Linked DNA regions of Zea mays: region 2 is linked to region 1. Evidence: chromatin contacts called from public Hi-C data. All regions are on one chromosome and are shown on one strand. The core of a region is the stretch at or near the end of the contact, and the rest is flanking DNA. Distances in the headings are between cores, read along the strand shown. Region 1 holds the start of LOC100283340. Region 2 holds the start of LOC103641199.

Region 1 (4,580 bases), core at 1,389-3,888:
CCGTAGCCTGAGCTAGCTAGGGGTAGGGTAATGATGGCCCCCTGTGACATGGTCGGTCCGAGCCCAAGGTCAGGCGAGGCGGAGGCTCCTCCGAGGTCGAGGATGAGTCCGAGCCCTGGGGTCGGGCGAGGCGGAGACCGTCGTCCGAGGTCGAGGTTGAGTCCGAGCCCTGGGGTCGGGCGAGGCGGAGACCGTCGTCCGAGGTCGAGGTTGAGTCCGAGCCCTGGGGTCGGGCAAGGTGGAGACCGTTGTCCGAGGTCGAGGTTGAGTCCGAGCCCTAGGGTCGGGCGAGGCGGAGCTTCCTATGGCGCCTGAGGCCGAACTTGGCGGCTGTCAGCCTCACCCTGATAGGTGGCACAGTAGTCGGAGCAGCGCAGGCGGCGCTGTTTTCCTGTCAGGTCAGCCAGTGGAGGGGCGAAGTGACTGCGGTCACTTCGGCTCTGTCGACTGAAGAGCGCGCGTCAGGATAAGGTGTCAGGCGATTCTTGCATTGAATGCTCCTGCGATCCGGTCGGCTGGCGAAGCGATCTGGCCAAGGTTGCTTCTCCGCGAAGCCTGCCCGAGCTGGGCCTCGGGCGAGTCGAAGGTGTGCCCGTCGCTTGAGGGGACCCTCGGGCGAGACGTGAATCCTCCTGGGTCGGCTGTCTTTGCCCGAGGCTGGGCTCGGGCGAGGCGAGATCGTGTCCCTTGAGTGGACGGAGCCTTAACCTGAATTGCGCCCATCAGGCCTTTGCAGCTTTGTGCTGATGGGGGTTACCAGTTGAGATTAGGAGTCTTGGGGTACCCCTAATTATGGTCCCCGACAACTACCTCCCAAGCATATCAGACCCAACACACAACCACATCGTCTTGCATGATTCTAGGTCTTATTTAACTCCCCGTAATGTATATGATTACATACATGTACCTAACAAAACAATTAGGGACGGAGCCATGAAAATTTTTAGGAGGGGTTGAACTAAACTGTTACAATGACACAATCTCACTAAATCATTAACAATAGACAAATATAATAGTTTAAAGAAATTAAAGTACTCTTCTATTGAAACATCGATGCATAGATCTAATTTTAGAGAAGGCTTTAGAGGGGCTTCATGGGATCGGGAGCGGTAGGTGGCTCGAGCCCCACACGCTCTACCACTGCATCTATCCCTGAAAATAATTATATAGACTACGACCACAAGACATTCCAGCAGCCATGGGTACCGATCGATTCCATATGTGCAACAACCACCATATGTGTCGGCGTGCACATGATCACACTATAATTACAATGTTTTCATACACATTAATTTAGGCATCCAAAAACCAATGACGATGGGGCCTTCAACATCCACTCCTTCGTATGCAGGTGCTTCAAGAACTAAAACTAACAACAAACAATAAAGTGTTCAATCTAATTTTTATTTTTGTTTTTGTTTTCCATTATGCAGAGTTTCTTCAGGCGTATGGCGACGAAAGAGAACCTTTCATCATGTTTGACTTCGACCATAACACCGAGATGTACCTTCGATTGTGTCTGTTCAAGATGTCGTTGGGCTCTCACAGATGGGGGTGCACTGCCACTATGGACATAGGAATATAGGATACCTAGCCAACACCTGTAGCCACCGTGCGGCCAGAGAAATGATGAGGTCTCTAGGTCGTCACACCTACTCCTAGGACCACGTCAACGCGTAACATGGGTCAAAGAGGTCTCGACAACCAAGAGATGGTTAGATGATTCATTATGTATGCTACAATGTAACGTTATGATTGTTCGTCCAAACTTAAACTCTTATTATTGATTCCTTGGTTTAGATTTATCTCACTGCCATGACAATAAACTATATTTGACAATGTTGCTACATACATTGAAATTCTCGCTTAAAATATGAAATAAGTAGTTTATATGCTAATTATAGCCTACACCGAAGCGACCGAGACTAATTTATGAAAAAAAAATAAAATATTACATAGCCTCTCCATCCTGGAGCGATAGGTAACTGCAAAAATTTAAGGGGTATTTGCACGGTTGCCCGTGTTCACGACCCTAACTTTATTTTATCTCTGTTTTTTGAACTTTGCATCGTTGCCTCTGATTTTTTTTCGAAACGAAGCCTCTGCTTGCCCCTATTTTGTTATAAGCACATAATGGTGTTAAGTCAGCACATAACTGTGCACCAATGCCTCTCTTATTATGAACTATTACAAATTTACCCCCACTTTGATATAAAAGTTTAGAGTATAAGTATGACATAAATGCAACCATAAATTTGAGAATCAATTATTTCATATTCAAAATTTCAAATACTTTGAATTTAATGAAAATAAATTAAATTTAACATTACAAATACTTTGAAAATATAATTTTGATAGCATTTTAGCTATAATTTGACACCATTTTATATTAAAAATGTTCTCAAATTGATGTCAAATTATAGATAAAATTTATGTTAATTTTTCAGAAATTAGGGGTAAAAATGGAGTTAAAGTCGTGAATAGAGGTAAAAATGCAATTGTCCCAAATTTCAAAGTGGTCATATAAAAGCGATTGTGGCTATTTTTCAATAAACATAAAAAAGTTACCGTTACCAACTTCCCTTTATCCTGGATTAAATCGGCCCGCGAGCTGCTGACGTCATCAGTGCCTTTCCCCTTCCTTGTTTGCTGAAGTCCCTGGTGTGGACCGTGGAGTCTCAGGGAGAAGCGCATGCGCACGCCAATCGGCAATCCACCAAAGATTCCGTTCTCCCAGTCGCCTCTCCCAGTCCCAGATCTCGTTCACTCGCACTCGCGCAACCCCGCGGCCCCGCGCCTAATGGCATCCTGTGGCGCCGGCGACGCCGCGTCAGCGCAGCCGAGGGCCAGTATCTCGCACGTCATCTTCGATATGGACGGCCTTCTCCTCGGTATCTCTATCTTCTCCATGTTTTGTCGATCGGGGATGTCCATGTTCTTGGCCCCATCACCATTCCATGGGTGGAGCGCGCTGATGATCCTCGGTCTGCGGCCCGGGGCGCAGACACGGAGGGCTTCTACACGGAGGTGCAGGAGAAGATCCTAGCGAGGTACGACAAGGTGTTCGACTGGTCGCTCAAGGCCAAGATGATGGGCAAGAAGGCGGCCGAGTCTGCCCGCATCTTCGTCGACGAGTGCGGCCTCAACGGCCTCCTCACCCCCGAGCAGTTCCTCGAGGAGCGCGAGAGCATGCTCCAAGCGCTCTTCCCATCCTGTACCAAGCTGCCAGGTGTGTCATTGATGAACTTGGACGCTGTTGGCGTCGATCTGTACGCCAATCACTAGTGTAGTACCGTCTTGTGGTGCTCTCTGTGAAGGTGATCTGGACGCAGGAATGACACCTTGTTACGTGCTGGCCGAGTCAATCTGATCGCGAGGCCGCGGACCGTCCGAGCCCAAAACTGGACCGCCCGTCACTTTTAGTGTTCAACTGACGCCTTTTAGGTAGTGTTTGGTTGAGGAGCCAAGTAGAACGGAGCTGTTCTATTCCTGATTCTAGGAACGGAGCCGCTCTGTTCTGTGTTTGGTAATCTGGAACGGAGCGGCTCTGTTTTTTGTTTGGTTGCAGAGTGAACGGAACGGAGCGTGACTGTGAGAGCGGAATGGGAACGGAGCGGCTCCGTCCGGTTGATTTTTTGGAGCGGAATGGTTCCGGATCTGAGGAGAATATTCCCTAATTGGAGTCATTCCGTTCTAGTTACTTTGTAACCAAACATCATCAAAACTGGAACAGAACGACTCCGTTCTACTTGGCTCTTCAACCAAACACTACCTTAGACTTCTCATCGATCTGACAATACTGTACAATTTACTCTATGTTGACAATTACTTTGGTCCACTGGATTTATGGGGAAAATATAACTCAAAAGGAACGAACTTGAGTTCTCAAGTTGATATATTCAGATGTAATGTAATTCCATAGTTGCTCTGGCCATTTGGTTTCATGTTGCTAATTGCTATATGCTGTCCTTAACAAGATAGTCTTTGGTTTCTAGTTTCATGCACCACCATAAAATCAAAGTGGGGAAGTGAACTTTGGTAGACACACATTACTAAGTATTATATCAATCAATGAGTTAACACATACTCCCTCCGTTCTTTTTTATTTGTCGCGTTTTAGTTAAAAAATAAACTAGTGGGCGACAAATGAAAAAGAATGGGGATAGTACTATTTTTGCATAGCATTTCTGTGAACATATAAATTCAACTTTCAGATACGTGATTTGACTTTATAGGTGATGTCAAACACAATTGACTATTTTGCGCTAACTTACATTTCACGGTATCATATGGAATATGTTGCATATGGACTTCAGGCTTTTTGATGCTAATGCTGTCCAATTATCCATTGAAGTGGAACCAAAGAAAATTGCTATATTTTTCAAGATTTCAGATTGTGGCCTTTTGCAGTTGACACTTATTCTTTGTAATGTCCCAGACCTAGTTTTGACTTTATTGTTCCTCTTAAGACAATCTCTTGTGGTAAAATTACTGTTTCATTAAGGCATGCCTTGACTGGTGGGATATTTTGAAGAATAAAAACCAACATTTTAGCATCACTGATCAAGTTGCTTTAACAT
Region 2 (4,154 bases), core at 1,243-3,742, 240 kb before region 1:
TACGTGAAAATTTTATGTATACCGTGGCCTAGTTGGTACATTAATTGATGGTAAATATAATCTGGAGCAGCTAGTATTGGCAGTAGGCAGTTCAAATCAGCACATGAGTTATGAACATCAATTATGAAGATAAAACCTAGTGGTCATGATTCAGTGTGTCAAAAGCATTGGCCAAGTCATTGTGAATACACCTCGATTCCTATATGAACAAAGCTTCTAGCACAAAGATATTTGCTTAATGTGAACATCAATTATCAAGAGATATCATAGTGGTCATGATTCAGTCTGTCTAAAACCTAAACCCATGTATTTGTAAATACACATCGATGACTAGAACAGAGAAAGCTTGTACCACAATCAAATTTTCTTAATGCCAACCAAAATTATGAACAGAAAACGGTGAACCGAACCCTAGATCTGGACGAGTTGTAGCATTTGAAGTACTAGAATCATAGAAAGCAAAATCGATCTTCAATGTTTACCTTTTTTTCTTCGGATCTGGACCACCCGACCTAATGGAAGACGATGACGATGGCGGCGTCGAGATGCGCTTGCGTTTCTCCCCACCTTCCTTCATCGGCGTCGTGGATCTTCTCAGCTTCTTGGCGATGGTGGTTCGACGGCGACGAACACCGACGGTCGCACCCGCTCCTTGGATCTTTGAGTCGTCGACGCCCACCTCCTTGCCTCCAGCCACCGAGAGCGGTCCGCCTCCGGACCCGCTCGAGCATGGCCTCTTGGAGCCCAGCTTGGCCGTCGCCGCCGAGGAGCAGCGCCGCGAGGCCCCCTCGCCGAGATGGATCGAAGTCGCCAGCGACGGCACAACAGCGCCTCCGGATTTTTCACCCCCGCGCGAGCCCGACCCCTCGCCCGGATACCGGACGTCTGGAATTCTCCACATCTAGGGTACGTGCGGCGTCCTCTAAAATTTAGAGTGCCATATAGAGTACCTTGCTGGGCGCGTAGAGGACGTGTCTGAACTCTAAGTACAGGACGCTTTACTGTGTATTGCTGGAGCCAGTCTTACTCCGCTAAAGTAGCGGACTACTCGCAGCGGACTACTCGCACGCACGATATAGCTGGCGGGTCACTCGGTGTCCGCTGTCCTATTCCCATCTGTGGCGCGGGAGGCAGAAACACCGTACAAAAAGGCATGCAGTTGCGGCGGATGATATGTGTGGCAACAACCATATATCTGGTCCATCTCGGCGTGCATGGTGGGGTAGTCAGTAGTGTGGGTTGAGTGAGGCTACAACTGCTACTAGTCGAGAAAGTCCAGCTACTGTTTGAGAAGAATAGTACTACTGTAGTAGAGATTTAGAAAATGTTGCCGGAGAAAAAGAAGATATACCTTTTAGAAAAAACTATAAATGACATATATAGAGAAAAAATACAGAGACAACCTTAGAGTTGTACATGCATGCCCTAGCCACAGCTGATCTCCCAACATTAAACACCCAAACAGAAAGAAAGAGGGAAAAGGTTTATTGAAACCAGAAACACGACGAAAAACGAAGCTGAACACTAACAATAGGCACCGCCTTTGCTCGTGCCTTTCAACTTCCACCAACAACATTTGGCGCCACTCGCGTGACGCCACGCACGCCGCCGTGCACGCGCCGGTTCACCGGCCGGCGCCGCACTCTCGGCCTTCACGGGCCGCACCAGCACAGCCTCGATCCATAACCAACAGTCCAACACCAACACCTGCCGTACGTACGTCGTACGTTACGTCCACCTCGATCGCTCTGTCGATCGTAGGCTCAGACCGTACTGACTGTACGTACGTGCCTACACTACACCAGCCTCACCGGCGCCGCGGCAGCCGCCACGGGCTCGAGGCCCTTGCAGCTGAGCGACCGTATGAGCCTCCACGGCGCCCACCCCGCGGCGGAGGATGGCGGCCGCTCGTTCCCGGCGGGGCCACCGGCCAGAGCCAGCTGCCGCGCCCTCAGGCGCCTCCTGATCTCGCCCATGTCCATGGCCGCCGGCACGCGCGCGGACCCGAACGCCATGTCGTGCCACCGCACCTGCTGCTTCCTTGGTGTTGGTGGCGCCGCCGGCGTCGCGGCCACGACGCTTGGCGCTCCGCGGCGCGCGCGCAGCTGGGGAGGCTGCGGCTGGGCCGCCGTCGTGGCCGCAGCCTGGGCGACGGTTCTTGGACGCTCCGTGCGCGCGCTGTGCCGGCGCCGCGGCCTGGGTAGGAGTGGCGTGAACTCGAAGCCGTCGTCTTCGTAGTAGTCGGAGGAGGAGGAGGAGGACAGGTGGTAGCGGTGCCCATGGGCTGCGGTGGTGAGCGCGGCGACGGATGACGGGGAGAGAGATGACCCCATGTCTCTTTCTCTCTCTCTCTCCAGATAGAGGGGGAGATGGGAGTGTATGTGAGCTCGAGGTGTGTGTATAGAAGCTAGAAAGAGGTGTGTGCCCTTTTGCGTCTTGTGAAGGCCGTGTTTGTGTTGCGGTGATGACTGATGAAAAAGTAGAGACTAGAGAGAGAGATGCCGTGATGGTTTGCCACGCCATGCCTGCCTTTTGTGGCCTCGCGGCCGCTGAGCCTGTCGTTGAATAAAACGCTTTGCTTTCTGCGTAGGTAAGGTAGACTGGTGTCTGCTGACGTTGATGTGGAAGCATCCGAAGGCTGCATAATCTGACCATGATGCACATCTATATTATACAGTACTTTTACTGTTTTAAATTACAAAAAAATATTTTCAGATGGATAGTTTTTTTAGTAGATTTTGAATATAAATCATAGTATATCTATATAAGTAAGCAAAAGAAAAATATGTTTTATAATTTAAAATAGAAAAAAATAGTTAGCATGTCTGGCGTTTTTCTAGATTGGTTTATTTTATAAATTGGAGACAGTTTTTATTAGGTAGGCTCCCTGGCTATATGTCGACAAGAAGTCACCTTGTGCTGACTATGTTAATTTTAAAATCTTCCGTTCCGGTCTCTCGGAGAGGCTAGGAGAAGGAGGCCAGTCTCAGTGGTTACTATTTCCTTTTCATGTCCCAGTTTTTAAGACTGTAGCTGTTAGAAACAATGTAAAGTTTTTATCTTCATAAAACTTATTTTATCATATAAAATTTTTACCATCGATTTCTTTACGTAGACCATGTCATGCATGCTAGCTTATTTATTTAGTGTCCATGAAACTCTTATTACGAGTGGCCTAATAGAATATAGTGTGGGTATATGTGTTTAATTTTTAGGGGATAAATGCAATCGAGCATTTCGTGTGTGTATTTAAAGAAAATAACGTGTGATCCCTCTTTATCTTTTATTACTGGCTTGTTGAAAATGGCGATGAATAAGTTCGTATTATGACGTATATACGAAACGTGCACAAAGTCTATATAGTAAAGTTTACTGTTTCGAGGGACGTACTACTGGGCTTAACAAACATACACGTGTGCACTTTACGAGCCATCATTTTAGTTCAATTGTTTCTAGATGCTTTGTTGACAAGTCGATCGAGAGAGTGACCATACCTGAAAAAGATGTACAATAAGCTAAGGTGTGTGGAAAAAGGCAGGTCGTAGAAGACATAACACCTGCGTCAAGTTTCTGGAAGCTAGGCTAGCTAGTTAACTTAGGTGCAGTTTGATTCACATATTGGTAACGTAATGGGTAACCAATAACGTTAAATTATGTTTGTTTAAGTTCAACCGTAATCGATACCACATTATAAATGGATACCTCCTTATTCAAATTTGTTACCGCCGGTATTTGAACGTGAATCGTTACCATTACCATTTACGTTACATTTTGTGAACCAAACGGCATCTTAGTTCGTACGTACAGCCAGTTCAGATTTTCAAAGAGAGAATTCATCTCCACGCTGTCGAAGCTTAAGCTTTTCTACAAGGGTCCGTTTAGATCCTTTGAATATTGAAAATTCTATTCTAAAATTCATAATTTAGATATAGGTTAATTAAGTTAATATGGTAAATATATTTTTATATACTAGTGTTGGTCACATGAGAAAGATATTTATATATGTGCTACATTTGTAATATAGGAAAACGAGTTCGAAGAGCATGTCTGGTGATACATAAAATTAATTTTCACTTCCCACTTTATTAATTTGAGATAGTTTTATATTTAAACTTTGAAAAGTGATGGGATGTTAAATAGCAAACCAAATAGCC

Evidence for each region. A called contact is a pair of places that touch in the nucleus more often than the background predicts.
Region 2: a contact with region 1 is called in a Hi-C map of tassel, with 2.1 times the contacts expected there. The contact joins the promoter of LOC103641199 here to the promoter of LOC100283340 in region 1. A contact is called at or near these places in 3 of 25 Hi-C or Micro-C datasets (ear, leaf and tassel).

The regions. Positions count from the first base shown.
Region 1 is chr10:71,593,873-71,598,452 of Zm-B73-REFERENCE-NAM-5.0, reverse strand. It overlaps LOC100283340, which reads left to right and starts at 2,638. Exons shown (of 6, transcript NM_001156241.1): 1 at 2,638-2,891; 2 at 3,005-3,229. The coding sequence starts at 2,693.
Region 2 is chr10:71,835,252-71,839,405 of Zm-B73-REFERENCE-NAM-5.0, reverse strand. It overlaps LOC103641199, which reads right to left and starts at 2,492. Exons shown (of 1, transcript XM_008664566.4): 1 at 1,465-2,492. The coding sequence starts at 2,333. The coding sequence ends at 1,797.